Regions from separate parts of the Mus musculus genome. Here all the other regions are linked to region 5. The links are chromatin contacts, called in public promoter capture Hi-C maps. All regions are on one chromosome and are shown on one strand. The core of a region is the stretch at or near the end of the contact, and the rest is flanking DNA. Distances in the headings are between cores, read along the strand shown. Region 1 holds the start of Rnd1 (Rho family GTPase 1). Region 2 holds the start of Dnajc22 (DnaJ heat shock protein family (Hsp40) member C22). Region 3 holds the start of Krt18 (keratin 18). Region 4 holds the start of Kmt2d (lysine (K)-specific methyltransferase 2D). Region 5 holds the start of 5330439K02Rik (a long non-coding RNA gene).

What was found. Promoter capture Hi-C pulls out the DNA fragments that hold promoters and counts their contacts.
Region 1: a contact with region 5 is called in a promoter capture Hi-C map of liver, with 2.3 times the contacts expected there. The contact joins the promoter of Rnd1 here to the promoter of 5330439K02Rik in region 5. A contact is called at or near these places in 3 of 39 promoter capture datasets (liver and pre-B cells).
Region 2: a promoter capture Hi-C map of pre-B cells shows a contact between it and region 5, with 3 times the contacts expected there. The contact joins the promoter of Dnajc22 here to the promoter of 5330439K02Rik in region 5. A contact is called at or near these places in 2 of 39 promoter capture datasets (liver and pre-B cells).
Region 3: a promoter capture Hi-C map of liver shows a contact between it and region 5, with 4 times the contacts expected there. The contact joins the promoter of Krt18 here to the promoter of 5330439K02Rik in region 5. A contact is called at or near these places in 3 of 39 promoter capture datasets (liver and stem cell-derived epiblast-like cells) and 1 of 115 datasets of contacts at active chromatin or transcription factors (pancreatic cancer cells).
Region 4: a contact with region 5 is called in a promoter capture Hi-C map of pre-B cells, with 3 times the contacts expected there. The contact joins the promoter of Kmt2d here to the promoter of 5330439K02Rik in region 5. A contact is called at or near these places in 2 of 39 promoter capture datasets (liver and pre-B cells).

Annotation. Positions count from the first base shown.
Region 1 is chr15:98,673,938-98,678,869 of GRCm38.p6, reverse strand. It overlaps Rnd1 (Rho family GTPase 1), which reads left to right and starts at 1,409. Exons shown (of 5, transcript NM_172612.3): 1 at 1,409-1,640; 2 at 2,296-2,383; 3 at 4,915-4,932. The coding sequence starts at 1,521.
Region 2 is chr15:99,096,232-99,101,036 of GRCm38.p6, reverse strand. Dnajc22 (DnaJ heat shock protein family (Hsp40) member C22) reads right to left here and starts at 1,553. Exons shown (of 3, transcript NM_176835.2): 1 at 1,437-1,553; 2 at 1-214. The coding sequence starts at 101.
Region 3 is chr15:102,025,204-102,030,372 of GRCm38.p6, reverse strand. Krt18 (keratin 18) reads right to left here and starts at 2,157. Exons shown (of 7, transcript NM_010664.2): 1 at 1,699-2,157; 2 at 825-907; 3 at 394-550. The coding sequence starts at 2,094.
Region 4 is chr15:98,868,703-98,874,073 of GRCm38.p6, reverse strand. It overlaps Kmt2d (lysine (K)-specific methyltransferase 2D), which reads left to right and starts at 2,869. Exons shown (of 55, transcript NM_001033276.3): 1 at 2,869-3,060.
Region 5 is chr15:100,465,329-100,470,594 of GRCm38.p6, reverse strand. It overlaps 5330439K02Rik (a long non-coding RNA gene), which reads left to right and starts at 2,228. Exons shown (of 3, transcript XR_001781773.2): 1 at 2,228-2,294. Letmd1 (LETM1 domain containing 1) reads right to left here and starts at 1,584. Exons shown (of 9, transcript NM_134093.3): 1 at 1,350-1,584; 2 at 759-910. The coding sequence starts at 1,471.

The DNA.
Region 1 (4,932 bases), core at 160-2,659, 1.8 Mb after region 5:
CTAGAGGGAGACTGGCTGGACTACATTTCCCAGATAACGTCCATTCTCCGTTATAGTGGGCCTGGCTGTCTTACTAGATCTGTCCATAGGGCCTGTGAAGCCTTTGAAAGGTGCTTATTAATTTCAGGGAAAATGGTCTTGGGTGGGTGGCAATGACTGGCTTATGAGCAAAGCTTGGGGTTGTTCGAGAAGGGACCTCAAGACAACCGTGAGCCAGGGCTGGTGTTCTCTGTCTGAATTTCAGGCCTGAGGCCTGAGGCAAGAAGATGGGCTATATACGGCAAGTTCCAGTGTGATGTTCTCTAAAAAAAATAAAATAAAATAAAATAAAATGAAAGAAAGAAACCAAACCAACAGAACAGGGTAAGGGGAACCCTAGGTTGTTCTCAAGTTTGCCCTAAACTGCCCCTCCCCCAATTCTCTGGAGGCCTCACGGGACTTCCTTGGTGGCCAGTGGCTTATATGAGCTGTGTACTTCCATAGCTCTGTCTAGTAGAGGGGTCTGCAGAAGCCGTGGAGGCTTGCAGGCTAGGGCCAGTCGGCGGCAGTTTGTAGTTTATCTCAGTCTACAATGATTGGTTTTCAATTTCTAATCCCTGAGGCCCAGCCCTGGCATCCAGGCTGGACTCTCACTAGGTGACACTATCAGTGCGTCAGAATCCGTGGCTATCAGCCTGGAACTAGACCTGCCCTGGATTCATCTCGGACACTGAAGCCAGGCCACAGAACAAAACACCTTCACTCTTGCTTGCCAGGCCTGGCATGAGCTGGCTCCTGGCTGGCAGAAAGCAGCTTGTTTGGTCTTTCTCTCTCCTGTTCCTACTTGAAAGACGCCCTCCTTTGTTTTCTTTGCCTATCTCTGGGTCAAGTTATTTTTTGTTTGTCTTGTTTTGTTTTCTTGGTTTGTTTTGGGGAAGGCGATTCCTGAGGAAGGGAGTCGGGCTGTAAAAGAGGGGCAGCAGAGACTTCTATTAGGAGATCCCAGAAGTGGAACCAGTGTGAATAGGAACTATATAAAATTAAGGAGTCACCCTCTCCCCCGAGAGATGCCACCCACCTGTCCATAGTTTAGGCAGGTCCTGCTGTCTTCCTGGGACAGACAGCCTGATTCTATAGCTCTTTGTGGGTCTTGACACTAACTCATAGACACTCAGAGATCACTAAGTTTTACTTCCAGTCCCCTCCTGACCTCCTAACAGCAACACAAAAAGCGTGGGAATCCCCTTCCAAGAGGAAGCCACCGTGCAGCTTTAACAGAAAGGGAAGGGAGGAAGAGGGCGCTGACTCGGAGTCTCCTACTATTGGCTGCAGCAGGGGATCCCACCTTAGGGATTGGCCTGGACAGAGTCCGCCTCCTCTTGTGATTGGATCAGTCTGAGACTTATAGCGGAGCCTTACGAGCCTCCGCCTCAGTCGGAGGCAGGCAGGCAGGGAACCCGCGCTAGTGTGCTAGTGCGGACACTTGAGGCGCGACCTCCTCCTCCCTGAACCCGAGTCCACGTCCCTCCGAGGCTGCAGCCATGAAGGAGAGACGGGCACCGCAGCCAGTGGTGGTCAGGTGTAAGCTCGTCCTGGTGGGAGACGTGCAGTGTGGGAAGACGGCGATGTTACAGGTGCTAGCGAAAGACTGCTATCCCGAGGTGAGCTTCCCTGCCGTCCCGGGGTCGATCCCCCACCTGTCCGGGACAGCGCTCTCCACCACCCGCAGGCCGCCCCACCCTGCCTTGCCTTCTGGCTGGAGGACTGCCCTGTCTTGCTTCCCTAGAGACCTGACCCACTTCTGCCGCCCGGTCGGCTCCTCCTCACCTCTTTACCCATCATATCCCCTCCCACTTGCCTTCATCCCTGAGACCTGGAGGCTCCCGAGAGCTTGGGCTTCATTCTTGACGCAGTACCTGCCTGCCCCTCCTATAAGGCTCTGTGAGGGTGCCCTCCCCAACCCCCCCCCCCCCCCCCGCGCAGGCTTCTGCTGTTTTGCCTGTTCACCTGTGCCAAAGGACTAGAGGGCAGAAGACAGAGGTTAAAACTGGCTTGTGGCTCTGAAAAATGGGACACACATTTAGAGATGTGAGGAAAATGCGAATGTATGTGTCTCAGACTAGCTAGGATGTAGGGGGTTTGTCCCAGGCTGGGGAGCGAAGGCCAATACCTCTACAGTCCCCAATGGCTCCCCCTCCTCTGGCTTCTCGCCATCTGACACTTTGGTGTTTCTCGGCGCATGTGTAGCCAACGCTTGGTGTGGGGTTCTGAGGGCATGCTGCTGCCGGGGTGTGAGTGTTTCCTGTCTCCTCGCAGACCTATGTGCCTACCGTGTTTGAGAATTACACAGCCTGTTTGGAGACAGAGGAACAGAGAGTGGAGCTTAGTCTCTGGGACACCTCAGGTAAGAGTGTACCCCCAAATGCCCCATCCTACCACCATTGGCTAGCCGCAGTTGCTGCTTTTTTAAGGGGGGGGGGGCTGGGAATCCACCTTTGAAGATAGGTGCTTGCCAGGAAAGCGAAGGAAAGAATGTAAAAAATTCTTTGGTTGGGGCTTTGATGATTTTAGAGGATCCTGGAAGGCAGTGAACAAGCCTGGGTGCCACTTGGGTCTCTGGTCTAGTTCACCTCTGGATGGTGAGGTGAAGGGAGCCCTGAGAACTCCCCGGGAGTACCAGACGTCTCCTCTGTCTCTGTCTCTCTCCTCTCCCTTCCTCTCCCTCCTCTCTCCCTCTCTCTCTAGTTCTCCAGAGCAAAGTTAAATGAGGTAGGAGGGTGCTGCTGGAGGCAGCTGTGGCGGGGCAGAGAGCCACCCTCCCGCCCCGCCGGCTTTGGAGGGAATATCACTCTCCTGCATCTCAAGCCGAAGCTGTCTGCTTGCCGCAACTCAGAGGCTGCGGCTTAGAGACGATGATGAAGCGATGCATCATCGATGCTTTTTTTTGGGGGGGGGGCAGTAAATGTAGGGCATGTCCACACTGGGTTAGTGTCCAGTTGAGCACATGGGGGTCTAGTTCTTATCATTTCTCCCTGGGCTGGGGTGAGTTGGAGATGCCCTGTCTATCTTTTGGAAATGTAGAAAGCAATGCTTTCCCTACTCTCCGCTCCCAAGCCCTTTAGAGCTCAGCTTTGCTTCTGAGCCCTTCCCACTTTCTCTACCCCAGCCCCTCTTTTTAACCGTCTGTCTCAGACATCCTTAAAGAGTAAGTGCCAGCCATGTGAGAAAGAAAAGAAAAATCCATGCTTTGCCAAAAAGGATATTTTCTACGTGCTCAGCCCGAGTTTCTGGGGAAGCTGGAGAGCACCAAGGTTCTCCTGCATGTGTGGTAGATGTGCCACCCAGCTTCTGTGAAGGATCCTGTGCTGCTTCTCCAACTGTAAGGTCTGGGAAGACCGGGGATAAGGAATGGGAAAACAGAAAACGATAGATATTTCTTTCGCTCTCCCCACAACCAAAATTCCTCAGGCGGGTCCACGGTCCCCCGTTGCAGTTCCAGGAAAGGGGAGGCAGGGTTTCTGGTTATCCTGGACTGTGCTGTGCTGGCTGGATCGGACCAGAATGCAGCGTGGCTGCGTGATGTATGGGTTTTCTCCTGCTGTATCCTCCCACCTTCCAATCCTCCCTGAACCTTGCTGCGGCTCATCTCTCCTCATTACCACCCTCGATGCCCCCACCCCCACCCCCACAGTCCTTCACTCCCAACCCAGATAAAGGAAAACCAGCCAGGATGGTCTTTTTACCCTAGGTCACACCCCACCCCCTCATTTCAAAAGGCTGGAAGGCAATCAGTTAGCCTTGTTTTAAACTAGGTCCCTGTAAGGACAGAGGAAATGACTGTGTAGGGTGGAGAGCCTCACTACCTTTGGTCTGGGGTTGAACCTGTTTCTGTTATTCACTTGCTGGCCTTAGGGGAGGGGGATTGCTTGGAGCCAAAATGGAGACCCGCTCCTCTCCCCCTCCCCCAGTACCGCAGCACTCCCCTGCCTCAGTGCTGCTGTAGATCAGCCCCCACCTCACCTCAGTAAGAGATGGGGGTGGCTTGCTGAAGGAGCAGGCAGCTATCCAACTCCCCCTTACTTCTTCTTTTTTATGACCGACACCCCCACCTCAGCTTGGATTCCCCCCCAGTTTCCATGGTGATTGCAGTACAGGGAGAGGGGCTGCTTGCTATTCTAAGCACGGATTGTCTGGATTCCAAATCTGCTACTGTTCCTTACCCAGGGTGGAGGGGGCCAGGCTCAGCTCCTAGCATTCACCCCATTAGACCCTGGGTCTGAATTGCCTTCTTCCCCTCTGCCAAGGATCCTTGCTCTGGCCTCTAACTCCGCAGCTATTGGTGTTTCTGCTCTTTGAGATCACCTCCCTGAGGTCTGAGGGGTGGGGGCCACCATATTCCCTTTGCTCTTTTCCGTGTAAGCTGACTTGGGTGGGTAAGGAATAGAACACTAAATTCTGGATGCCCCCCCTCCCCGAAGTTCTGACCCCTGAGGTAAAGAATCAGGGCAGCCAGTTATGTAACAGGCAGGGCTATTTCTTCACTGGGAGACCCTAGAGCAGGAGAATGAAGCAGAGGTTGGGCAGCAGGCAGGCTCTGGTGAAGGGAACCTGAGTCAAATCCTTGTCTTTCCATAGGTACTGGCAGCATCTTCTGGGATGCTCTGGTATGAATACATCTTAAACCCACTGTAGGAAACCCAGACACGGTCAGAGTGACTCCACCCTCTGCTCACCCCGCTTTTAGGACCAAGGGAAATGGTTCCTGGCAGATGGTCATGTCCCAAGCTTCTATGAAATAGCTCAGTGCCCTGATACAGAGCTGGCCATGAAGGGATCAAAGATTACAATCCCCAGGGATCCCTGCCTGGGCTTAGGCCTCCAGAGCAGAGGAGGTAACTCTCAGCCTCACTCTCAGCTCTTCTCCCCTTACAACAGGTTCTCCTTACTATGACA
Region 2 (4,805 bases), core at 304-2,803, 1.4 Mb after region 5:
CAGAGCAGGGCATGGCTGTCCCTTCCCAGGTACAGGTGGTGGAGCCCAACAGGACCCCCCAAAGCCCAAAGGACATAGGTCATCAGCAGCCCTTTGGCCATCCTCTAGGGCAAGAGTCTCAGAGAAAATCCAGTGGCGTTTGACATTGATCAAATTGCAGAAATCTCAAGGTCCTCTGTGAGAATCACTGCAGTCTGGAGGGTCATCCTTAGGCCTGAGAGGTGAAGCAAGGAGAAAGGCTCAGCAGTAATAAAAATCAAGCTAGCCCTACCTCGGGGTCTCTCAGGTACTAGATGTCTCCTATCTTCCGTTAGCACCCCAGTCCTGTTATTTACAATCACAGTGACTCCATATTTAAGGGAGGAAATGCTTCAATTAAAATATTTTCATTTATTTATTATTAATTTATTGATATTTGAGGCACAGTCTTATTGCACGTTCCAAACTGGTCTTATGCGGCCATAGCTGAGGACATCTTGGTCTTCCTGCCCCTACCTCCTCAAGTGCTGAGGTTATAGGCATGTGCCACCATGTCCAAGGAAGAGAATGTTTTTGTTTTTAAGATTTATTCATTATTATGCATACGTACACTGTAGCTGTGCTCAGACACACCAGAAGAGGGCATCAGATCCCATTACAGATGGTTGTGAACCACCAGGTAGAGTCAGTGCTCTTAACCGGCTGAGCCATCTCTCCACCCCCAGGAAGAGAATGTTTTAAGTGACTTTAAGTTGGGACACTGAGAACTAGGTGCCTGAACAACAACAACAACAACTCAAAAGCTTGGGACTAACGGGTGACCCAGGGGTCACTTGGGGTTTAAATTCCCAGCACCCACATGGCAGCTCATAGATGCCCTCTTCTGGTCTCCAAGGATATCAGGAGTGCATGCAGTGCACACACAAAGGTTCAAGCAAAACACCCGTGTACATAAAGTAAAATTGAGAAAGAATAAGAAGGGGGAAAAAAGAAGCTTAAATTTCTATCCTCCCCTTAGACTCTGGAATAGTAATGGCTCACAGGAAAGGGCTGAAGAGAATACTTTTTCACTGTTTCAAACCCCTTTGAAAGCCAGTGTCTTAGCCAAACTCACTCCTTTAACATCGTGTGTGTGTGTGTGTGTGTGTGTGTGTGTGTGTGTGTGTGTGTGTGTGTGTGTGTGTAAGCGGGTGCATTCTGTAACTCGGCCAAAGCCCTTTCCAGCTTTCCCATCTCCCCAGACTATGCCGTTCTCCCACAAGCCAAATTTGAAAGGGACCCTGAACTCCTTCCACTTAAACGTTCTGGAGAACATTTTGACCCAGACCTTAGCACCCCACAGCCCAGCCATCCTATCCCTATCAACCAGATCGAAGGCACTCTACAAAGCGGCCGCAAAAATCCTCAGAATATCAAATCTGCCTGCCAATCGTCTTACCTACTTCAAGCAAACTCACCCTCAGGCAGTCCCAGCAGGGCCGCAGTACCTGGCAGCCCAGGCTTCCAGGCTGCTTCAGAACAGCCATTGCCTTTGAACACAGATTCAAAATGGCCCCTCTGTAACTGCTCTCACCTCCACACAAGTGGACTTTGTCCCTCAGTGCTGGGTGACTGTGTTTGAAGTCAGGCCACCTCCTGCAGGCCCCGCCCCGAAAGCCCTGGTCAGCCCCTTCGTAGCCACCTTCCGGTCCTGTGTTCCTGGGCTCTGATCGCCCTCTCTACGGGAAGCTTTCCCCAGACTCACCCAGTTTTACACTGTAGGGCCTGGAACCGCGCCCCACTCCCGGCAGTGCGCACCTCTTGCAGCACTTCATTAACACCGCCAGATGGCGCTGCCGTTTACGGAAGGGAGGGTCCCCAAAAGTCCCAGATCTCCTTTTTGCAAGGTTGGGACATTCCTGGTCAAAGCTGTCCGAACCGTGCAGCTACCTGGCGGGAGAAAAAGGGCGACTCTATCAATAAAATTAAAAATCTCGACTTCCTCTCCTCTCCGCCACAAATGGGAGGTGATCCCTGTCTCGCTTCTCTCTGTACTCCAAGACGGCCATTATAGGATCACGTCTAATTTCTTAAAGGAGAGACATCCACTCAGAGGTGAAGGAGAGAGCCCCTCAAGACCCGCAATTCTGCCTCACTACCTTGCTTCCAGGCCTTCCAGTTAGGGGACTCCACAGCCAGACCTGGGAGTCTGAGCCTGCATAGCCCAGAATCCATAGAGCCAGAAGCTGTTCAGACCCTTGTAGCCTGAAGCAAAGGGGGGGGGGGGAACCCACACCAGCAAGGGATACAGGGTGGGGGCGAGCCATCAGAAGAGTAAGGGCAAACCCAGGGAGACTCGGGGGAGAGGAGCCTGCCTTCTCGCTTGGACGCTGGAATGGAGCTGGCTTACAAGATGCCTTCAACATCCCGGGCTACAATCCCCGAGCAGCTCCGTGACCTTGGCCAAGTCACACCCTTTCCTGAGCTTCAGTTTCTTTTAAAAGAAGCTTGGATCTACGAAATTCCCCAGGCTTGATTAGAGGTAGGGATGGAGCCGGTGGGCTTCACTTAGGGTCACTTGTCAACAGTGGGCAGAATGTTTTAGCTCCCTCCAACGTCTAGTTCTAGCTGGGGACTAGATATGGCCCCTTTAGGGCTGAGGAGGGGCGACAAAACGACAACCCAGCCACGGCTGGGGACGGGGGGCGGACGGGGGCGCTGAATAATGAATGAGACTTAATTGGGCCCGCTCTGCGCGGCGGCGCGCTAAGCTTGGCAAACAGCGCGGGCAGAAGCAGCCGCCGCCGCTGGACAAACAAACTCGCTCGGGAGCCGGGAGCCCAGTGCGAACCGCCTGGAGGGGGAGGGGACCCCGGGGAGCCAGGTCTCCTGCTCGCAGGAGGGGCCCAGAAGTGTCCAAAAACGCGAAAGGGATGAAGGCTTCGGGCCCAGCCTAGAAAGGACGGACTGGGGAGGGAGCGAAGCAGATTTTTGCCGTAGAGCCCTGGGACCCAAGGGCAATGTAAGCGCGTGAAAAAGATGGAGAAAAGAGTGGAGGACGGAGAAGAGAGTGAGAAATGAGCGAGGAAAAGGCACATCTGGAGGAGGGTGGTGGAGGGTGAGGGGCGAGAGGAGGACCATTACTGTGAGGAGAGGGCAGAGCGATGGAGAAACGAGAAGGGAGGCACAGGGGACCTAGAGAAGAAGAATTGAGGAAGAGTCAAGGAGAGGGATGAGAGGTGACCGGAATGAGAACAGGGGTGACAGGGTGGGCGAGAGGAGCCCCTGCCTGCGCCTCGCCCTGCCTCGCTCCCGCCCTACGCTCTCTCCAGCCGTCCGCACTCACTTTGTCACAATTACGGGGCCGTCACTCGGCCGGGATTGTTTTCCCCAAATTGTTGTTCTATAAACTGGCTCGGGGTGGGAGGTGGGGTGGGGGTGGGGGGAATCTGACAAGCTGAAGCGGGAGGGAGGGGAGCGTGTGAGCAGCTGTCGAGGGCATAGTAACGTATTTACCCGCCACTGGCCCAGGGCTGGCCTTGGCTGATACAGAAACCCGTGAGGAAATTGATGGCCACCCCAACCTTCGCCACCGTCCCCGATTTTTCATCTTCCAGGCCTCTCTCGGTCTCAGCTGCCTCGGTTTCCCCAACCGAACGCGGCAGGTACTGGAGGCCGAGGCGATGACCAGACAGGACCAAAAGTTGCTTAGCCTTTCCCCAGTCTCTCTGGCCGGCGCCCTCCAGCGCCTGCTCACGTCGCAGGTTTGCACTCTCATTCCTAAGTGTGCCCAGGTCCCCTCACCCCGGCGCCGCTCGCTACCCTAGACCACCTTGTCGCTCCTCTATTCTGCAAACATCTGTTGCGCCCACTGAGCGAGAACTGCGCTGGCTTCCAGCTGCCCCCCTCCGCCCCCAACACCTCCCCCGCCCGCCTCCTCCCCGCCAGCCCAGCTTGTCGGCTCCGTGACAGCCGCCGCCGAAGCCCGGGCCCCGCGGGAGCGGCCGGAGAGGAGACGCTGCATGGCTGGCTCCGACACCGGCCTCCCTCGCGGCTCCAGGGGCAACGGAGGATGGCGGCCGCTGAAGCGAGACCGGAGTCGGCCGCTGGAGTTGGCAGGACTAGACGGGGGAGGGGGGAGGCCTTGGGTGGGCTCCTCTCGGCTTCTTTTAAATCCTGTCTTTCTTAGTCGGTCGCCCTCGGTCCAGCCTGAGCAGAGACCCTTCCAGCTGCCGCTGAGCGCGCGTGGGATTCAGTAGGTTTCCTGGTTCCTCCCCCCGCAACGCCCCCCAGTCCGGGTGATTTACACCCCGGCTCCGCTCAGCGGCCGCTTCCCAATCAGGAATATCGACCCCGGGCGGGGCCCTCGGGCCGCATCGATCCCTCTAAGGCTCGGGATTTAAAAATGTCAAATTTGCCTTTTCCAAGCCGGTGGAGGGGGCGGGGGCCAGGAGGAGGGCCGTTTGCAGGGGAGGGTGGACAGCAGGGCATCGACCAGGCGCCTGTGCCCGGAATGAAAAGCGACGGCGGGCGTGCCCTGGCATGGCCTGGTCATTCTTGTGTTCTCATTTGTGGCAACAAGGAAGCTCTACCTCTGCTGCCTGGATTCCACAGCACATCACTATTACACTGGGTCATTCCCAGAGGCAGGAACCCAAAGAGGAGCAAAGACCACCCCAAATTTGACGAGACAAAATTGAAAGAGGTTAAAACATAGGGGAAAGAGACAAAACTAGAGTGGCCCCAAGAACAATGTAGACCTGGGAATAGCAAGGCAAACAGAAGCTGCCTTAGAGGTGCCCTATAAAGCAATGTTCCAGAGACCCAGAATCCCCTGCTCTCTATAT
Region 3 (5,169 bases), core at 908-3,407, 1.6 Mb before region 5:
CACAGATCTTACCTTAAGCTTCTTCCAGAAGGCCCACATGAGCACCAGCTCCTAAGACTGGCAGTCCCCACCTTTGCCTCCAACTCAGGGTCTTACTCACACAATCTCTGTTTTACTAGACTAAGACAGGATGGCATTGAACTCAATCCTCCTGTCTCAGCTTTCCAGGAGGTAGTGATGCACAAGCCAGGCCTTAACTGGCTTAATGTTATCTTGACTCTCAATAGTGTAACTTAGGTGAGCCATAGAACATGTGTGAGCCAATGGCTCTGCTCTTAATCAAAACAGGCTAACAGCCGGGGCTTCTGCTTCCATGCTAGGCTGCTTTGGGGGCAGCCTGGCCCGCCTAGTCTTGGCCCTTAGCTCCTAGGCCTGGTCAGTGGCCCGGCTTACCTCTTCATGATTCTTCTTCATGAACAGAAGTTCTTCCTTGAGTGCCTCGATTTCTGTCTCCAGCTGCAGCCTTGTGATGTTGGTGTCATCTACCACCTTGCGGAGTCCATGGATGTCGCTCTCCACAGACTGGCGCATGGCTAGTTCTGTCTCATACCTGAAGGAGTGGAGGTGATCAGAGGGCCTGAACCTTCTCAACCAGTGCCACCTCCATAGACTAGCCCCGTGCCCACCATAAACAGTCACGGAGTCATTCCCTTAGCACGATTCTTGGCCTTGGAGCGTTTGCTTAAACTGGGCTGCACAGATGAAGAGCTAACTCAGTAGTCAATGAACCCTAACCTGAATAAACTTCGGAAAGGAAGGAACCCTACTCTAATACAGTTCTGGGAGTAGGCCATTCTTAGCTCCAGCTGCAGCCCCGGACTTACTTGACTCTAAAGTCATCGGCGGCAAGGCGGGCATTGTCGATCTGCAAGACGATGCGGGCATTGTCCACAGAATTCGCAAAGATCTGGGTGGATTAAAGTGGAGAGAGTCGCTTTGAGAGTTCCGGGTCACATGAGGGTGTGTGTGTGTGTGTGTGTGTGTGTGTGTGTGTGGAGAAGTGGGGGATGAGAAAACACGTCTTGTGTTTCAGTGAATCCATCCCAGTCCCAGGAACAGTCAGAGGCGTGTATTTCTGTCTTCCCTTCCCACCTGAGCCTCCTCTCCCTTCCTGGATTCCTTGCCCCTCTGCCAGGGCCTGCACTATCTGGATTGCTTACAAAAGAGCAGCTTCCAACAAGATTTCTCTGATCCTCTCCTGGCATCTTCTCCAGGTGCACCTGCTAACCCCCCCCCCCCCCCCCGTCCTGGGACGCGCCCCCCCCCCCCACTTGTCCCGCTGGCCCCTCCTACAGGTAAGCTCCTGTTTACTCCTAGATGACTCAGCCTTAGCCACATCCGCTTAACCCTCTAACTGTTCCTACTGGAAAAGAAGTGAGTGTCTGAGTTCATTTTATGATTCCCCCACACACACCTTTTTATTTTATTTTTTTTCCAATCCTGTTCTCTTCCCACTACACTGCTTGGGGGAAGCCGGCTCGCGTGTGTAACCACTACGCTTGGAATTCCTACAGGTTGTGGGTGAGAGTCCAGAGTATTCCTAACTCCGTCCCATAGAGTGTGTGTGGGGGGATGTGGTGAATGTGGAAAGAGTGGAGGGAGTCAACAGCCCACACTCTATTCAAGTTTGGGGGTGTGGGCACACTGGATAGACAGAACAGCCCGGAGCTACTGCCCCTCCCCCCTTAGGCCCCTTACCTGAGCCCTCAGGTCTTCGATGATCTTGAAGTAGTGGCCCCAGTCTCTGACGCCCTGGGGCCCCTTCTTCTCCAGATGTTCCCGGATTTTGCTCTCCAGTCTCCTGTTCTCAGTTTCCAGGCTCTTCACCTTGTCTAGGTAGCTGGCCAGGCGATCGTTCAGGTCTTGCATGGTCTCCTTCTCGGTCTGGATTCCACCCATTCCCGCCAGGCCTGCGGACCCCACAGAGCCACCCCAGACAGAGCGGGACACGGATATCCGGGACCCGGAGCCCCCAGCACCTGCATAGACGCTGGCTGCGCTGCTGGCAGGCCGGACCCGCTGGCTGGGAGTTCGCACAGAGCCCAGGGACCGGTAGTTGGTGGAGAAGGTGGTGGAGCGAGTTGTGAAGCTCATCTTGTCTGGAGAGGAGAGCGAAGCGAGAGACCAGAACAGGAGTTCCGCCGCGGAGGGTGGCAGTCCTCGACCTGTTGTTATATCGCCGCGGGAGGAGGTAGGGACCTCCCCCAGCAGGCCACGCCCCAGCCACCGGAGCCGGGGGCGCCAGGATCGGGATTCCTGTGACCTAACAGGTCGCAGCCCTTCTCCACTTCTGCACACGCCCTCAGCATACCTGCCATCCTCACCGACACAGGGAGTGGATAACTAAGGGGTGCACAAAGGATAGCAGGTGGTGTTAGCCCCTGAGTGTCTGTTTTCAGGGCAAAAAATGGCGTTTTAAATATCCGTTTATTCCGGGCGTGGTGGCGCACGCCTTTATCCCAGCACTTGGGAGGCAGAGGCAGGCGAATTTCTGAGTTCGAGGCCAGCCTGGGCTACAGAGTGAGTTCCAGGACAGCCAGGGCTACACAGAGAAACCTTATCTCGAAAACAAACAAACAAACAAACAAACAAACAAACTCCATTTACACAGACAGAAGAGGGGTTCACTAGGGTGAAGATTTTGTGGCATGTCGCCAGCTTAAGTCTGGGGGCAGTCCTAGAACCCCAGGAATCCTGGGGAAAGAAAATTGGGAGCTCAAAAAGAAGAGAAACACGAACCTGAGGGCAGGTCTCTTGGTTTTTCTGCTCCGGCCCCATGGTTCCAAGACACTGCTGTGGCTCCATAGGGAACCGTGGAAATACATATCCTCAAACGCGTGGGTACACATGTCCTCATTCAACTCATTCCCTGGAGGCTTTATCGGGGCCTTTGTGATTATGTAGAAGAGGTATCCCTATGTCTGGACACCTACCATTTACCTCCTCCTCCTCCTCCTCCTCCTCCTTCTTTTTTGAGACAGGGTCTCATGTAGCTCGGGCTGGTCTTGAACTTTCCATGTAGCTGAGGATGGCCTTCAACTCCTGATCTTCCCGTCCCACTTTTGAAGTGCTGGGATCCCAGGCATGAGACTCCATCACTTTCAGGTTACAGGGTGCTGAGGACCAAACCCAAGGCCTCATACTCCTCAGGCAGACCACTTTACCAGCTGAGAACACAGCCAACCCAAGAGCACATAGATTTAACCAGTATTTGCTAGACACCTTCTAGTAGCTATGGGAACAGCAAGGAAGAGAGAACCACTGTCCTTCCTGTAGATTATACTGTGTCTGGACAGGTTGGGGTCTGAGTCCATAGACCAGATATGTAGAAACAGCTAAGTTTGAACCAGATTGCCTGCCTCTCCATCCCCCACCTCAACCTCTGCCACCCCCTTGCATCTGTCCCCTTCTCCTGCTCCCCGGGCCTTTTCTTCGGTCCTTCCTGGTCAATTTTTATAATGCTTTCTGGCTTTCCAGCTTGTTTTCTGGGGGAAAGAGCCCCTCTGCACCCCCGCACCCCCTCCTCGCCAGCTGGATGACCACTCCTGCTGAATGAGGAGGGAGAAACCCTGAGGTTGGAATCGGTCAGCACCAGGAGCCCGTTTTTCCGGCAGGACTTGGTGTTTGCTATACCTGTGGCCATGCTCTTTGCTCTGGAGTGGACCTATTGATCCTTATCGAGCGAGCGGCCAGCTGAACTGACTGTGTGAGTGCGAGCACACAGAAAAGTAAAATCAGAAGAGCAAGGGGGAGGGGGAGGGGCTACGAAGAACCTAGGTCAGCAGATCAGACTAGAGGGAAGCAAACACAGGGCTGATGCATGCTGGGTGTGATGGATTGTTCGAAGCCTGCCTCCTTCTGGACCGGAAAACCTCAGCGACTCCGTGGGACTTGGCTGGGGAGCCTGGGTGTTGCCAGAGACAGCCAGGCAAATGGAATGCAAAATAACATACAAACAAATGCCCACTGGCTTTGCCTAAAAGCTCCTGGGGAGGGGGTGTGTTTGGAGATCCCAGGCTTTCAATTTTACAAACTCTCCCCCCCCCACCCCCCCCACCCGAGTTCCACAATTGCTCTATTTTATAGAACTATACAATGAAGTGTACCGATGGGCAACTTTTCGCTGTTTTTAAGCTTTACGTTTGTTATCCAACTTGGATACTTTGCTGGTTGGGTGACTTCAGAAAGTCACTAAACTGAACTTCCGTTTTGTTTTTCACTTCTATGGGTAGAAGAAAAAAAAAAAAGAATCGTTTGTCTATCTTCTAGGAGGCAGTGCACGGGAATGTTAATACAGCACTCACTGCTGAAGAAATAGGAGTTACTTATTGCAGAGTGAGGCCTCCGTCAGGAGGGGACGGGAAGGAAGCTTCAAGTCACCGCCAACCACTGGTGGACTTTCAGTTCTTTCAGTAATGACTAGAAGACCCTAGAATTCTTCTTTAAGCCCCTGGGTAGATCCTGCTTTGATCCTGCCACACCCCTGCAGTGCTGGTCCGTCTGTGGTGGGAAGGTTTGCTGTGTGGCCGAAGAGCTGCAGTATCTCCTTATCTCACAGCTAACGTAGATGGTCGCATTCCTGACCTCTTGCGGCATCCGAGCAAATACCGACCTCCAGAGTCCGGTGCCAGCTTGCCCTTTTCCCAGCAGTACCTGATTTTTCTGGAATCGGGCCTTAAAGCTCGGCCTGACAGGCTTTAGAAGGGTTGGGGAGAGTGGCGTGAGGGAATAGTTTCGATCCAAGATCCCCGGGGCTGGGCCTCGGGGCTGTGGGTGGCCAGGTGAAGAAGGGGATGGAGCAGTAGCAAAGCCAGGCCGGGGGATGGGGGTTGGGGGGAAGGGAAGAGCGAGGCGGCCAGCCAAGGAGCTTTCAGAACAAAGACCAGAAAAGAGGAGGTTGAACCGTGGGGTGAGGAGTGGACTGGGGGGAATGTCTGGGGTTGGGGGAAGAAGGAAGTGGACCTTCCCCCAGGCCCTGCATTCCCTCATCCCGCAGAAGGGGAGGGAACTTGCACTGCAGGTTTAACTAGGAGAAAGCTCAACGGGCGACACAGGGGTGGGCTGCGGCTCCCTCCCCTCAGGCCTCCTCTCCCACTCTGATATGCACTCTCCTACCAGGAGCTACAGCCATGCTCCGTGCAAACTAGATAGTGGGAGATTAGAGGATTA
Region 4 (5,371 bases), core at 1,620-4,119, 1.6 Mb after region 5:
ATACACATTTATTATAAACAAAACTGTTAAGTCTTTCTCAAGAGGATTAAAGTGGGAAATGAGGGGCCAGGGGTGGTACAGGGTTTTAATTCCAGCTCGCAGGAGGGAGAGGTGACATGAATCTCATCTCTTGAGTTGAGAGGTAACCTTGTCCACAGGTCAATGTTACATAAGACCATATCCCCCTCACCCCCCAAGAAATGAGGTGATTTACCCTCTGTTTAGGATAGTCCATCATAGATTAATATTACCTTCTAGTAGGAGTGTTTTCATTTTTGAGTACATGCAGTGGGGAGGTGCTTTCTGCTTTTCAATTCCCAATTAAACTTGTACTATAGCTGAGATAGTTGTGGGATCACCTGAAGTTTCTTTTTTGGAAATTTTGTTGAAATTGGCTTCAGTGATCAGACTAGAAACTTTGATGCTATGTATAGATAGCAGCAAGTGTCTACTATTGATCTCACCTACAACCATGGCCAAAGCCACACTGTCTAATGTGGCCAATTACACATGGTTAGGTCTAACATGGTTATAATTAAGTTACTGAGTTGCACCACTTACTTACCTTTCAAAGTATTCAATAGCTACATGTATCCAAGTGGCTATGTTCCTGTGGATACAGCCTGTTTCCACAGAATGAACCATGCTGTAGCCAGGGAAGTAGCCTCAGACCTAATTTGCCAGCTTCTCTCCATTCTTTTCTCTTAAATCTTTAAAAAAAAAAAAATTACATTCATTTTATCGTGTGTGCTTGTGTGTGGGAGCATCCTGGATCTTTGAAGGTCAGGGAACAACTTAGTTTCAGTTCTCTCTCTCCACTATGTGGGCCAGAGGGATGGAAGTCAGGCCTTAAGGCTTTGCAGTGAGTGCCTTTTACTCTCGGGGGGGGGGGGGGGCATCTTATAGGCCCTTAAAGCTTTTCTTTTCTTTTTTAATCTATGGGAAAATGTCCCCTTTGGTTTGCACTATGGGTTAACTTCTCAGAGTGACTCCTTGGGCGATTTTTTTCTTGTGTAGCCTCAGCCTTTTCACTTGTAATATGGAGATAATTCCACAATGTTGGTGAGGAAAGGGGGGGGGGAATATAAAGTATCGAGTACATAGTTAATTTGTCTCAACCTGCTTACTCCATGTATACAGTCTGTGCAGAAAGGTAATTCTAGTCTTCCCTCCTTCCATACTTGGGAGTGCGGGAGCTTGCCAAGGGTCTTATTCAGATTAACAATATTCCAACCAAGTAGCAGAGTATTTAGCTTAGTTTAAGGAAGAAGAAGAAGAAATAAAAGACAGGTTTAGAAGATTTTCGGGAAAATTAAATATGGGGTGGGGACACTCTACATTGATGTTTTGGTCGGGAAGTGGTTGTTTGGGGATCGCGAGGACACCGACAATACTTCTACTCCAAAGGGTCTTGGAGTTAGAAGACCTGAGAGTCGTCCAGCTTTCTTCCGGCCCCCAAACGTGGCAAGAACCCACCCTTTGCAGCGCCAGGCACGGTGCCTCACTTTCTCCATTTGCGGACTCCAGTTCCCAGGATGCAGAGCTGCGGCCAATCTCCAGGCTCTCTTTTCACCCCCCACCCCCCCTTGGCAAAGATTGTCCCCCAGCCAAAGAAAGGAGTTCCAAGGGTCAGTGACTTTAGGGAACAGAATTAAAAAGTGGCCAGAATCCTAGCTTTACCACCCAGAAGGTAAAGGAGGCAGCTCCTGGGCCGTGGCGAAGAAGAGGGGGGCTTTATTCCCACGTGTCTGCCCGGCGGCCAGCCTGGCGCAGTCGGGGTTAATCTGCAGCGGAGGGATCCCGGAGCGTGTGCGTAGAACTGCAGAGTCACAGCCTTTCCTCCAAGAGGGCTGTACCCCTCCGCCGCCCCGCTCCAACACAAAATAGGGCCTCCTCTTCTCCTTTCTCCCCTTCTCGAGTGGGGTTCCCCAGGCAAAAGGGCCCCCTGGATCTCGCGCCGGACGCTCCACGAGTCTCTACGATCGCTGCCCAGCTCCAAGGCGAGGAAAGAGCCTCTTCGCAGGAACCACCCTACCGGCCGAGCAGGAGGCGGAGGGGGGAGGCGGAGCGGCGCCGCGCTGCACTACTTTCCTCTCCGGTTGCAAATGGCTGCCTCGTTCCCCACTTTCCGCTCAGTTTCCTGACCCCCCGGCGCCGGGAGCCGGGGTTGGACCATGCACCTCTAGACCCCCCGCGATCAGTGCCTGCCGGGGGTCTAGGGGGTGCCGCTGACCACAGGCGGCCAGGCCGGGGGCGGGGCAGCTCCCGAGGCCAGAGGGGAAGGGAGGCGAGCGCTGGGCCTGGAGCGGCCGGAGGGGAGCGGGCAGAGGGCTCGCACCGCCCGCCCCTTCCTCTTCCTCGCCCACCAACCCTCCTCCCTTCCCCGGGGGGAGCAGAAGGTGGGGGGCTCGAAGCCGCCGAGGGGGGACGCTCGGGGTCGCGGAGCCCGGCGCTGGGTGTGTGTCAGGTTCGGCCCCGCCGGCTCCGCGTCGCCGTAGCTCGCGCGGCCCCGGGGCGCCGGCCCGGCGGGGAGAGGGGCTCGGCGCGGCTGCGAGGGGCTCACGTTCCATCCGGGCCCGGCGCGCGGCGCGGCGCGGCGCGGCATTCCTTCCGGGCTGCTGGGGAGGCGCCTCGACGTTCCATCTGGAGAGCCTCGACGTTCCGCCCGAGCCCGGCGCGGGCGGCCGGGGCGCTGGCCGGGCCCTAGGACTGAGAGGCCGCCCCGCGACGCGGATGCGGAGCCTGCTCGCCCAAGATCAAAGCCACCGGTGCTCTCTTTGTGTCCGCTCGGGATTCGCCGCCCTGGGGCTGTTCATGGAAACCTAAACTGCTGGAACCTGAGGCAGAGAACCCCTGTTGGATTTTTGCTTTTTTTTTTTTTTTTTTTTTTAAACCCCCGGGGGAAGGGTGACCACTCCGACCTGGATTTACCGTTCTTGGTCTCCCTAAGCCCCCCCGAGTGGGGGGCGGCTGTGCTCGCTCTGGCGGTTGGAGGTCGGGGAGCGGCCCGGGCTCTGGCCATGTTCTCGGATGAGGATTTCTGGATCGCCCTGTGAAGAGGTGAGTGAAGTCCGCCCGGCCTGGGCCCAGAAAGGGTTGGACTAGGGGCACAGCCAGATGGACTATCTTGGCCGGTGGCTGGCCTTTAGGTTGGAGAAAGGGGTGCCAGAGCTGGGGAGGGTTCCTTTGGCAGGGTCTGTCAAGGGAATCTGAGCCAGTTGCCACGGCAGAACCGAGGCCTGGTTTCTTGGGGTGTGCCTCTTTAAAGATTGGGGGTTCAGGGAACTACAGGAGTTTGGGAACATGTCCAGATAGCCTCTCTGCCTGTTTATTTTTGTGTTGAGGGAGTTCGACCAAACTAGGACCCAGGCCCTGATGCCAACACCAATCCCAGGCTGTTGTCCCCCACCCCCACCCCCAGGGTTCCTTGGGACAGAGCAACTTGGTGGGGGGATGCCACTGCCAGGTCCCACATACTGCCAGATTGGACTTTAATGTTGTTCCTACCTACCTGGGCACCCAAAACAATCCGTGGGAAACTCAAGGAGCCCTGAGTCCTTCACCCGGGAGGTGGGGGGGGGGGGGGAGGGTGGGTGGAAACTGGTGCGATGAAGAGGGGAGCTGGGGCATGAAGGAGGTGGGGCTGGGGCAGCTCTGCCCCTGCTGTTCAACTTAACTACTCTGCCTGGCAAAGTGACCCCAGCAAGGCCTAGTGGTGTCTTAGCCTGCTTCGTTTCCCCTCCTCTTGGGATGGACATAATCTCCGGGGGATTATAGAGGAGGCCGTTGAGATCTGTTCTCTACGAATGTGGGCTGCAAAAAAATGGCTTTTGTCTCTTGCTTTCTCTGGGCCTAGTGTAGAGTTAGCTGCCCATGAGTCCCTGGCCAATCCTGAAAGCCCCCGCCAGATCTCTACAATGCTTTTCTGGCTACGGAATGGTAAATAGTTCTCAGGTGCTGCCCCGGCTCTGCAGAGTAGGCTAGCTTGTGCCTCTTTGATGGAGAAATGACTTTATTTGTGCTCTTTTCTGCTGGAAGCCAGTGTTTCCAGCCCTGGTAGGAGGTGCTGGGGAGAAGGGGTGTGTATCTACAGCAGGAAGGGTGCAGCATGAGCCTCCCGCCTCAGCCTCTGGGCCCCGGGCTGGGGACAGCCTCTCTCACACCTGTCATGTTGCCCAGCAGGGATTTGGCTAGTGCATTTTGCGCCCTCATTCCACCCCCTCCAAAATACATTTGCTAGGTCTCCTTGAGTATTGTCTCAGAAAGGGGAAAGCAGGGGGTTTGCCCTTGAAAGCTTTCTGAGAGTTGGCATAGGGGTGCGGGGTAAAGTGAGCTGTCATCTATGGTCTCTGCCTCTCTTGTCTGCTCTTAGATAGCATCCTTAGGTGAGACTGTACCTTGTTAGCTCTGGCTGATCCCCTAGGCTACCCAGGGACAATGTGTTACCATTTGGATCCTTCCTAGAGGGCTGACTGAAAATGGGGGAGGAGAGAGGTGTGGTTTGATTCTCTAGCTGGGAACCAGGAAGTCCTGAGTCCCACTGAAGAGCTGTTCACTCAAGGGCTCCAGCCTTTCACCCCTCCAAGCCTCCATTTCCTCCCTTGCAGAGAAAATGGAGTGAAGCCTGTTGGTCTAGGGTGAACACAGGAAGGAGAGTGGTGGGGTAAATCTCTGCCACCTCTCTGGGCTGTTTTGGGTGTTTTTAGATGTAAGACTCCGGGTGTCAGCTCCCTAGCTCAGAGCAAGCCTGGCGCAGGTATTAGCCTAGTTTCGATCCAGGGAAAACCCCCTTGGGATATATGTGTGTGTCTGTTTACTGGCTGTGAATGATGGGATGGGGGAGCCCTTGGTTTTATTTGCTCAAAAGGCTCCAGGGACTTGATTGCTATGGCACTTGGTATTTTGGTATAGATGCTGGGCTGAAAGCTTGAGGAGTTAGGGGCTGAGGTTTCAGGCTACTTGGAGGTGTCCCTGGGTTCTTTATGGTACAGAAAAAGGAGAGTTTGCCGCTCAGTCTTGGACCTTCCATGGCTCTGTAAGTGGGGTGCTCTCTTTGCTGGGGTTTCTACTTTGATCCTCAAGGCTAGATGGAGAAGGTAGTTTCTGTACCTACTTGGGCAGTGCTAGCTTTAGCAGAGAGAGAGAGGGAGGGAGAGAGAGAGAGAGAGAGCAGGAGAGAGCGAGAGAGCGCTAGGGAGCGAGCTGTGCTTGGGGGAGGGCCGAGGAATGTGTCCCTCTGGCCTTGTGTCAGGTGGCCCTCCTACCCACTGTATTATCACTGTTGCCTTCTACTTCTCTTTGTTGCTGTTTGTGGCTCTCTTGGCCTCAACTCTGAGAACAAAGTTGTTGGAGGATCTGTTAGGAAGATATG
Region 5 (5,266 bases), core at 979-3,478:
GACCAGAAATTCAAGGTCATCCTCCACTACACAGAAAGCCCCAGGCCAGCCCGAGCTACACTCTTCCTAGATGACTAAATAATAATCATAACTAGGTAATCAGCAGGTAGGTTCTAGTACCTCCTTACAGATGAGACACCAAAGACCCTGTAAGTGTCACTAGCGCCAGTGCACAGTCTAAGTCACAAATGGGATTTGAATCCGGCATTTTGGTTCCAGGGCTGTCATGTGACATTATAGGTATCATCTCAACATAGCTAGCGGACCTCCACTTTGAGTGGAAGCATTCAGAAACCAAGTGTCTACAGTTCTATTTCCACTACAAGTTATCTAAGCTGGCCACGTGATAAACACGCCCCACGAAGCAGCGAGTTACTACCTGGCTGGGGAGCTCTCAGGGTTAATCGACCATGACGCCCTGGTGTTAAGGAGTTTAAAACAAAGCATTTAATCTGGTTTCCTTATGATAACAATCCCTGGGTCTGGTCTGCACTGAGCAGGACAAGGAATTTCTAAGGAAATGAGAATATATTTACATCTTCTGCTCTCTCTCGAGTGATGTCAGGATTTGTCTACCATAACATCCATCTGGATATTTAAGAGGTGGCAGTGACAATTTGTAAGAATTCATGCTCAAACCCTGACGGAAGAGAAGACATCCCAACTCACAGCGCAGCAGCGGACCCGGCACATTGCAATCTCACTGACTGTGACTAACGCAGAAGAGCAGATTCGGGCTTCTCAATGTTAGCGTTTACCTTTCATGAAGGTTGTGTATAAGGCATAGAAGCGGGGGAAATGACGCCCCAAGAAACGATGGTACGATCCGTTAATCGCTCTTGTCTTGGTCACCACGTAAGAAATCAAGTTCTTCACGTCCGCCTTCGGAGAAAGGTGAAGCTTTGAAGACCTACAACGAAGACCAAAGAGACTATCTGCGAAGGAGTAGAAGCCATTCGGTACGTAGGACCCCTCGGTAAACATACGGTTTCTGAGAGCGATTGCCAGAACTCTTCTGAAAACCCAAGCTCAGGGTTAGGGTTGGTATGAGAGGGGCAGATCATGCAGAAAGGTGTGAGCGTGGAGCGTGCGCAAAGCCTGCGGGGCCAGGAGAATGCAAGCTGAAGCCATGGAGAGATGGGAAGGGGAAGCTGAAAGATGAGCTCAGGATGTGCGGGGACAATCGGGTGGACACGGAGTACGGAGAGGGACAGGGACGGGCGTTCGGTGGGAATCCTGCATGGAAAAGCAAAACCCAGGGCCCAAGGCAGGGGATCCCGAGAGGCGGAGGCTGAGCCGCTGGAAGGGCTTCTACATCAAAAATGCTCTTCTTTCTCCAGGGCCCTCACCGAGGGGCTCGCCACGCAGGGCCAGAGCGGCCCAGCTGCAGCCTCCGGGTGACAAAGGGTCCAGGGGCGACAGTCGAACCCCACAGAGCAGCCCGAGCCCAGCACACCCTGGACAGCGCCATCTTCACAGCAGGGGAGGGAGCGCGGAGAGAGGTCGTCTCCGGGTCAGAGTGCGCCCCGCAGCACGCACGCGCCGCCCCTCCACGCCGACAGGCGGCTGCGAGCCGCCCCGCGCCCCCCGGGCGAGCCCGGGCGGGGACCCGGATTGGACGCGGCGACGCTTCCGCGCGCAGGACCGGAAGCGAGCCTCCCCGAGGGAGCGAGCGCCGGCCCAGCCTGAGGTCGCTATCGTGAGCCGAGGACGGCGTCTCCTTGAGGAACCCAGTGCCCTCGTCGGTCCCTGGGGGCTCGGGGCCGCGGGCGCTGCCCTTGACCTCTGTGGGAGCCCGGGGTCGTGGCCCCGATGGCGGCGGCGCGGGGTGGCGCTGCGCCCTCTAGTGGCGGCGGCCGGCAGGGCTCCGCCCTCCATCAATCTGGCGGCAGGTGTAGAACCCCTTTCCAACCCTCGCTTTCTGGTCCTCACGCGCCCTTGTCACGGAGTAGGTGCGCGGTGGATATTTTTTGGAGAAATGACTACTTGAAACTCGGAAGGGTTTCTAGGCGTCCAGCTGTCCGCGAGAGTCGACGGCCCTCTTGTGTCCATAGGCATTTTAACGGACGTGAAGCACGCTGAAGCCATGCGTCTGCAGTCAGGTTTAGTGTGGGGGACCTTGGACAGGTCACTTCGGTGAACTTCATGTGGGTTGTACCTGTGTTGCAGAATTCTGTGAAGATCGAAGGATGAAATGTTTGCATGTTTGCAAAAGCTCCCACGTCTGTAGAACATCTCCGTGTTTGGAGGGCTGGTGGTTTGAACAGTTGCAAAGCTGTTCTCTGCAAGAGGAGGTAGGTAGGTAGGATAGAAAATGACCAAAAGATGGGTTCTCTCGGTTCTCAGGTAGCTTCTAAGTCCCTCAACTACGGTGTCTCCGGCTCGCTAATAGAACTCCCAGGAGACACGAGCGCAGTCACAGACGGTTTTCTAACAGAAATGGAAAGGCACTGCCTGGGAGAACAAACTAAAGGGAGGGCATTTTGTGTAGTCCAGGGTGTGGGGGGGGGGGCGGGGGGGGGGAGGTCGTCCTGGGTAAAGTGCTGAGTAAGCTTAAGGACCTGAGTTCAATCCCTGACTCTAACGCCAAAAGCTGGGCACGGTGGTCTGTGCCTATGACCGCCTCCCCACCCCACCCCCAACACACCCACGTCCTGGCCTCTGTGCAGGGGAACCCGGAGCTTCTTTAGAGCTGAGACCCAGGCAGGAGGAGCCCTGGCACTTGCTAGCCAGCCAGTCTAGCCAAGTTAGCAAGTTACAGGGTTAGAGGGGACCCTGTCCAAAAAAAAAAAAAAAAGATATGTGCATATCCAACACCAGGCATGCGCAAACATGTACACAAACTACAAAAAGAAAAAATGTGATACGGATTCTACGGATTCATTTCCTCACATAGCTGCTGAGTATTTCTTCTTCCATTCCCCTTCCACTGACATACAGGTAACGAGTGTGTGTGCACACAAGCTCAGTCTCTGTCTGTCTCTCTCTGTCCAGCCCACAGTGCGTACATTTATAATCCCAGCACTGCAGTGGGGAAGGTGAGAGGTAGAAATAGGAAAATGTCCAGAATCTCGGAGGCCAGCTTGTCTGGAACGCCCTGCAGGGAAAAGAGACTGAGAAAAGACCCTTTCCCAAAGTGGCAGACAGGACAGACATCTCAGGTTGTCTTCTGACTGACGTGTGGCATTCATTATACATCCACTCGGACGAACCACACACGAATGCTCACATACATGCACAAAGATAAACATTTAAAAACAAACAGGACCGGAGCTCTTGACTCTAGCTGCATATGCATCAAAAGATGGCCTAGTCGGCCATCACTGGAAAGAGAGGCCCATTGGACACGCAAACTTTATATGCCCCAGTACAGGGGAACGCCAGGGCCATAAAAGGGGAGTGGGTGGGTAGGGGAGAGGGGGTGGGTGGCTATGGGGGACTTTTGGTATAGCATTGCAAATGTAAATGAGCGAAATACCTAATAAAAAATGGAAAAAAAAAAACAAACAGGAAATATACAGCTGCAGAGGTGGTGGCCAATGCTGAGCCGGCTGGGTTCGGGCTGGAACAATGTGTACGCACACAGATGAGTTGACCTGGAGAAGAACTGAAACTCTAGTTGTCGGAGTCAGAACAATTGAGAGGCCTTATAGACACTGGGAATCTATTCACTGATTCGAGGCTTTTAAAGTGAGAATGCCCACGGCTTTCCATAGTAAAGATGCAAGGAGATGAAGTGACAGGCATCGCCTGGGAGTTTATTAAAGAAAAATCTCTATTTCCCTATGTGGAACTGGATCTGCTTCAGTGTGTGAGCGTTTTGCTTATGCTTGTGCCTGTGTGTCAGAAGCAAGTGAGTTTCCTGGAGATGGCCCACGGTTTTTCATGGCCTGCAATGGGTGCTCTCTGAGATGCAGGGTCCTCAGAGACTTCAGCCCAGGATTGCTTCTTGCTGCTGAGATGCCTTTCCTGTCGCTGTTACATAGCCCAGTGATTCCTGGGCATCAGCCCACACTATTGATCAGGATCGATATGAACATGTGGTAATGCTGTGCAGACCCGAATTGATGATTTCATAATTCCTGATCATGATTTTATAGAATTCCTAAATTGAAATAAGTAATCGCACTCCTCTATAGAATACAAGCTGCAGATAGAGCTCTGTAAACCTTCATGTGTCCTGGGTGATTGCACTAGGAAAAGAAAGCAGGCTTGGAACAGATCTACAGTCAGGGAAAGCATTATGTCTAAGTGAGTTGTGAAACCACTGTCTGGCAACTAAAGGTCATAAACGGGGAATGGACAGTTTATTGTAGGTGCAAGGACAGAACATGAAATACTGACTGGCTCATCCATACAGAACTTCAAAGCTAATGAGACCTAAGGCAGACGATTCGTCTCTTGACAATGCCACCCCGACTTTATGGCATATTGATGCATTTATTTCCATATAGCTGCATGCTTAAGAAATCATAGAAACTGGGGCCAGGCATAGTGGTACACGCCTTTCAACCCAGCACCTGGGAGGCAGAGGCAGGAGGATCTCTATGAGTTTGAGACTGGCTTGGTCTATACAGTAAATGAAGGCCAGTTAGGGCTGCATAGTGAGACCTTGTCTCAAATAAACTATAAGGTGTATGGTATAGGTCACTCTGTAGGCCGGCTTTGAGAGCTCCCAATGCCCAATGCATCCTCTGGCAGCCTTTGGATCAAGATGGAGAACTCTCAGCTCTTCCAGAGCCATGTCTGCCATGATGATAATGGATGGCACCTAAGAACCAGTAAGCCAGACCTAATTAAATGCCCTTTGTAAGAGTTGCCTAGGGGGCTGGAGAGATGGTTCAGTGGTTAAGAGCACTGGCTGCTCTTCCAGAGGTCCTGAGTTCAAATCCCAGCAAACACATGGTAGCTCACAACCATCTGAAGTGGGATCCAATGCCCTCTTCTGGTGCATCTGAGAACAACAGTGTACTCTCATTCATAAAAAAAAAAAAAAAATGTAAAAAAGGAAAAAGAGTTGCCTTGGCCATGATGTCTCTTCACAGTAATGGAAACCCTAACTAGACAGATGGGTTCTATTGTCCGAGGAAGCTAAAGCTAAAGGTGTAGGGAGAGAGAGTTGGATAAACATTCCGGAGATTTGGGTGAGGTCTGGCCCTACAGAGAGCAAAGGTCATGAACAACATCTATGCCAAGCCATCTGAGTGGAAAACAGGCATCCATCTCTTCCACTGAGGAGACAACCTGGTGTGATTGACATCCCTGG